Linked DNA regions of Sus scrofa: region 2 is linked to region 1. A link is a contact called in public HiChIP or PLAC-seq data. All regions are on one chromosome and are shown on one strand. The core of a region is the stretch at or near the end of the contact, and the rest is flanking DNA. Distances in the headings are between cores, read along the strand shown.

Region 1 (2,759 bases), core at 185-2,684:
TGGGGTTGGACCCAACAATTTGCATTAAAGTTCCCCTCCTAGATAATGACGCTGATGCCCACTGAATTTTGCAAACAACTGCACTAGAGTGTCTGATCTAAAAGATAAGGACTTTACAGTTACCTATTAATAAGGGAGAAACGCCTCGCAGTCCTAATTCGCACTCGTGATAGATAAAAAGTTACTCCCAGGTGAAGTATGAGCAGCAAGCATACTCCCATTCTGTCAACCTTTGCACAGAAACTATAGTGGTTTACAGAAGGAATATAATAACATAAATTACATTTGAAAAACTGGCACGTGTGTGAGCAGGAGGAGCATAAAGCAGATTGCCAAATACCAGAGTATAGGCTGCAAGCCTTTTCGATGGTGTAGCTGAGATTGAGAGATTTCACTGGGCAGTGGGGTATAGGCACGGTCACTCCAAGAGCTTAGGTTCCACTGGTAGCTTTGTCACTAACTTCTTTGGGGACCTTGGGCAACTAAGTCACTTTTTAAGGCCTGTTTCCTGTTTGGTGGATAATCTCGGACATCCCTCCAACACTACACGGTGAAGCATCGCTGTATAGGGATCTGCCCTGCACCTCTGCCCCTCCCGATGGGCCGCCCAGCGGGCAGCGCCGGCCCTACCTGGCAATAGAGCCGGTAAAGGGGCACGGCGGCGTAGGACGCCCCCAGCATGCCCACGGCCGCAGCGGCCACGTACGTGAGGACCGTCTTGTTCCGCCGCCGCCAATCCTCCTCCTGCTCGCGCGTGAAGGGGTTCGTACTCTTCGGCCGCCGGAGCGGCTGCACTGCCAGGCTTGGACGCCTCCATGTCCCCAACCTCCTTAGTCCCCTCTCAGCACCTCCTGTGCCGCTCCTGCCGTGCCCGAGATACGGCTCTATCCTCTCCGCGGCCCTGGTCGGGGCCCCAAGGTGGCTCCAGGGCCAGCCGCAGAAAGCGACGCGGCTCCATCCTAGACGCCAGAGCCCTCCCATAGCCCCGGAACAGAACTCCCGCCTGTCAGGGGCAAGAAGCCAGATCTCGCGAGGCCTGCTCTATCTCGCGATCTCTGGGTCGAGCCTGCCGCTGCCTTGGCTACCAGGCTCCTCTGGTGGTGGCGCTTGTAGTCGGGCTACGGAGGCCGGGTTGCCGGGCGCCGGGTAAGTTCGCGTTTTGCTTCGTGACTGTTCCTCCTACTTTGCCTCTTTCCTGTACCTACCTAACTTACTTTTAGGAAAACGGCGTGCGTTCCTCCGCGTGCAAGCCCATCATCCCACGGCTTTGGGTCAGTGATCTTCCTAACCTCCATCAGCCTTTGTCTCGACCTGGTGGCCCCAAGAGACTGCTGTCCCGCGCGCGGTCCTTTGAAGGGGGTACCCTGGTTGCAGGTCCGCTCTCACTGCCCTGGACTCGGGCTCTAGGCTCACCTCTCCCAGGAAGGCTTCCGGTGTTTTAACCACAGACCACTGGAACACTCACGCATCTACACTTCCTCAGTCCTTGGGAATCGGCTTCTACTGCTCTGATGTCCCTAAACCGATTGCCCAGTGAAAATTAACCAGTTCAGGGGCGGGAGGGACGTTGTCAAACTTGGTTTTAAAAGCATAGTGACCGGATATGAGGATCATGTAAAGAAGGGTTGAAAGAAATGGGGATGTTTATCTTGGAAAAGAAGCGCATGGAGGATGTAAATAATAGCTTTCTTCAGTTGTCCTACAGGACAAACTAGGATCTGAGTGGCGCGCACCGCGCAGCTGATTTTGTTGTAATGGAAGGAAGCATCTTTCAAGGAACTATGTAAAATAGTGGTTAAGAGCTGAGATTCTGAAGTTGCACCGGTGTGGATTCATACCTGGGCTCTCTCTATGACCCTGTGTCCCTAGGGCAGTTATATGACCTCTTTAAAATCATGGCAGTAAGTAAGAATATGCATGTAAAGTGATTTTCACAGGTAAACATTTATTTAGTAGGCTTTGCTGTAGATGTGCCGAGCAGATGTAAGTATCCCCACTTTATGGATGAGGAAGCTGAAGTCCCCAGAAGTTAAATGACTTGGACTGATACAGCATCTTATTTATTCTACTCTCTTGTGGGCCAGACATTATTCAACCTACTGGGGCTACAGCACAGGGAAAGTCAAAGAAGATCACTTCAGTTATGGAGTGTGTCCTTTCTCCAAGGGACTTTCAAGCAAATAACAGATACATAAATAAGGGAATTTCAGATAACAATCAATACAGTGTAATTGACAAACAAAACGAGGGAAAGTAAGGGAAGGTCTTTCTGAGGATTTGACATTTGAGCCTAGTCCTGAGTGATGATAAGGAGCAGGCTACACAATGACAATTCCAAGCCATGCAGAGGCCCCAGACAAGCAAGAGTTGGTTACCACTGAAGAACAAAAAGACCAGTGTGTTCCTACCATTGTGAGCAGGCAGGAAAAGTGGTAGGAAATGGGCCAGAGCAGGTATACAGGGACCAGATAATAACAGCCTTTTAAGCCATGTCCAAGAGTTTGGATTTTATTCTAAGAGTCATTGGAAACATTGTAAATCAACTATAATTTTAAAAAATAAAGAAGTAATAAGCTGTCAGAGTTTGAAGCATACAATGATATCTGATTCACACTTTTTATTTTTATTTATTTATTTTTTTCCTTTGTTAGGGTCTTACCTGCAGCATATGGAAGTTCCCAGGCTAGGGGTCAAATCAGAGCTGTAGCTGCTGGCCACCACAGCAACGCCAGATCTGAGTCTCATCTGTGATCTATACC
Region 2 (2,759 bases), core at 117-2,616, 450 kb after region 1:
CACCCTGAGTGATAAGCAATACTTATAAGTTAATCCAAGTCTTCAAAGTGATCACCTTTCCGATGGCACAGTCCACCACAACTCTCCCTATGCATATTTTATTCCTTTGGGGCTGGGAGAAGAATGAGATCAGCAGAATGGGTGAAGGGGCATCAAGGGATTAGGGAGTTGAAAAGGAAAAAAAAAAAAAGTGCCCTTTAAAATCTTGAAATAAGAGCCAATGCCTAAAAACGCAGCAATTCCCTCCCTGGGAGATTTCATGCATTCTTTTTCTGTCTTTTAAATTCCTCCGGTCACTCCACACTAAGCTAACCTGCTCAGGGTGATGGTTTGGTAACGGGGACGGCTGGCTGCCTGACTCAGACAAAGGGATGGAGAGTTATCACAAACACGGGAGAGGTGAACTTTCACCCACTTAAACGAAGAAGAATGACGAGAAAAAAAAAAGCCTAGAGCTTCCTCTCACAGCTATGGCCAGCCTCCATCCATTGCTAGACGGCAGAGACCCGGAGTCCGGGTTAAGGCCATGGTACCTCCCCAGGGTGGTGTTCCCAAGGGCTCTCCAGCGAAAGAGCAGCCGGCCAGCCTTCCGGTGGTGCCTCCTCGGTTCCTCCTCCTCCTTTCTAACACAGCCGCTTCAAGAGCAGGTCTCTACCCAAACGCCACCTTGCCCCCTCACAGTGCCCAAAATAGCATGCCCTGGGACTCCAAGCCCGAGAACCCGCTGGCCGGGACTTGGCCAGGCAAGGCTAAACCAGCGGAGCGTGCCTCAGTTTCTCCACTGTCACCGCCGTTCAAAGACAAAGCCCCTAAAATGCCCAGCACCCCCGCTCTACGGCAAATCTCGCTGCAGGGCGCAGCAGCAACCCGGCCCCGGTTTCGTGCGCCGGGGGAACCCTCCAAGCTGGGAATAAAGGGTGGAGGCCGAAGCAAGGGTCGGAGGACTTTGGGATGGGGGGCTACAGTAGGAGTCGGAGAGTGAGGCTGGGTAGGCTAATGGGACCCCCTGGGAGGAGGGCAGGTTCAGGGAATCCGAGGTCTGCAGATCGCGAGGGGGGACCCGGGCAGGCACGAGATCCCGGTCCTCGGAGGAAGAGGATCACCCAGGGACAGCAGGGCCGAGAATCCCCCGGGAGCCGTCCCCGGCCGAGCGGCGGGATTCACGGGAGATGGACCCAGGTGAGGAGCCGGAACCCACGCGGAAGAAGGCACGATCCGGCACCCGCTCCCGGCACAGGCGACGGGACAGAGGCGCCATCCCTCTCACCGCTGGAAACGATTCTGGAACCGCATTGATCCTCTGCTCCTCCTTCGGGCCCGGGAGCTCCGTCTCGTCAGCGCCGGCGGCAGGGCGCGCGGCCCTCATGGGCTTGTGTTGCTCCGGAGACCGCCGTGTGCCCGGCGGACCGCTCGGTGGGGCAGGACCTGAGTGGGCCAGGCTGGGGGTCGGGACGCAGCCGGGGCCAAACCGGGCGGCTGGGGGCGGGAGGAAGGCCACTTAAACGGCCCAGCGCCTCCCGCCTCCTGGGTCCTCCGCCCCCGGGCGCCCGCGCCCCGCCCCGGAGCCCAGCTCCGCCCCCGCCCTCCCCGCTCGCCTGCGTGCTCCCGCGGCCGCCGGCGCGTCACCGCTCCGAGCGGCCAATCAGCGTCCGGAGCGGAGCAGGGGGAAGGCTGCCTTTCACTCCCTTGGGGCCGGATTGGAGGGGCGGGACCTCGCGGCGGAGGGGCGGGGCGCTGGGGAAGGGCGGCGCACTGCTAGAATGGGTCTAGTTGGAGCAAGAAATTAGTTAAGGCAGAGGGCAGAGGAAGAGAAATTGTGAGGGAGGGGGTGGAGCCCGAATCTCAAAGGAAATTGTAAAGAAAATAGCAGCAAACTGGGACCTCTGCTTTCTGGTCCTGACTGTGTGTCATTCATTCATTCTCCATCTTTCATTTCACTGTCGCTCCGTTCATCTTCAGAGTCAACTACTCCTAGGCTGTTGTGCAAGGTTCCAGGGTAGATTTTCAAACCTTTCCTTGTCTGTCATATGATGAGCATCTTCTAACTCAGATTCACTGAGAACGAGGGAATCCTTACATGTAAGAGATACTTACATGTTTTCCTTCCTTCCTCCCTCCCTTCCTTCCTTCCCTCCCTTCCTTCCTTTCTAACGGCTTTCCAAATAAACCAAAAAGTAGATTTGAATCAGGGTTTTGTAGCAAACCCTAAGCTCAGAGGGCTTGTTGAAAGACATTCAAAGGATAATGAATGGCTGATTTCTTGATGCTTTCTCTTATGACCCCTGGAATGTAGATATGCTCCCCTTATGTAGCCTGTCCATACAGTCTCTCACACCCAAACTTCAGACTCTCAGGGGAGCATTAGGCCAGCCTGTTAGGAGTGTTTACCCTGCATGCAGTGGAGCTTTAGAAAGCTGAGAACTCTTTTACCTGTAATTCTATTTTCTTTTGCTTTAACACTTTCCCGGTTGGCAGGACCTAGAAGGTGCTTTCCATGGTTATTTCATTAATTTCCCCAAGAACTCCAAGAGATAGACATTACTTTACTCATTTCACTGATAAGGAGACAGAGATTTAGAAACTTGCCAAAAGCAAGACTAGAATTTGTAGGTATTTTGTCTAATATTAATTTTCTGTTCCTTTCAGTGCACCAGATTGCCTCTCCTTAAGTGTTATATCTCTTTAAAAATTTTTTTTCAGAAAAATGAGCATGAATTGAAAATTTACTAATCTGCTATGTCCAGTCACTAGGTTAAATG

What was found. HiChIP or PLAC-seq counts read pairs in DNA pulled down with a chosen protein or histone mark.
Region 2: a contact with region 1 is called in an H3K27ac HiChIP or PLAC-seq map of alveolar macrophages. The contact joins the promoter of MMD here to the promoter of LOC100739396 in region 1. A contact is called at or near these places in 1 of 5 promoter capture datasets (fetal liver), 1 of 47 Hi-C or Micro-C datasets (skeletal muscle) and 2 of 2 datasets of contacts at active chromatin or transcription factors (alveolar macrophages and skeletal muscle).

What each region holds. Positions count from the first base shown.
Region 1 is chr12:31,276,416-31,279,174 of Sscrofa11.1, forward strand. LOC100739396 (cytochrome c oxidase assembly protein COX11, mitochondrial) reads right to left here and starts at 1,435. Exons shown (of 4, transcript XM_003483022.4): 1 at 631-1,435. The coding sequence starts at 981. It overlaps STXBP4 (syntaxin-binding protein 4), which reads left to right and starts at 701. Exons shown (of 19, transcript XM_021067245.1): 1 at 701-1,146.
Region 2 is chr12:31,722,173-31,724,931 of Sscrofa11.1, forward strand. It overlaps MMD (monocyte to macrophage differentiation associated), which reads right to left and starts at 1,367. Exons shown (of 7, transcript NM_001044595.2): 1 at 1,268-1,367. The coding sequence starts at 1,293.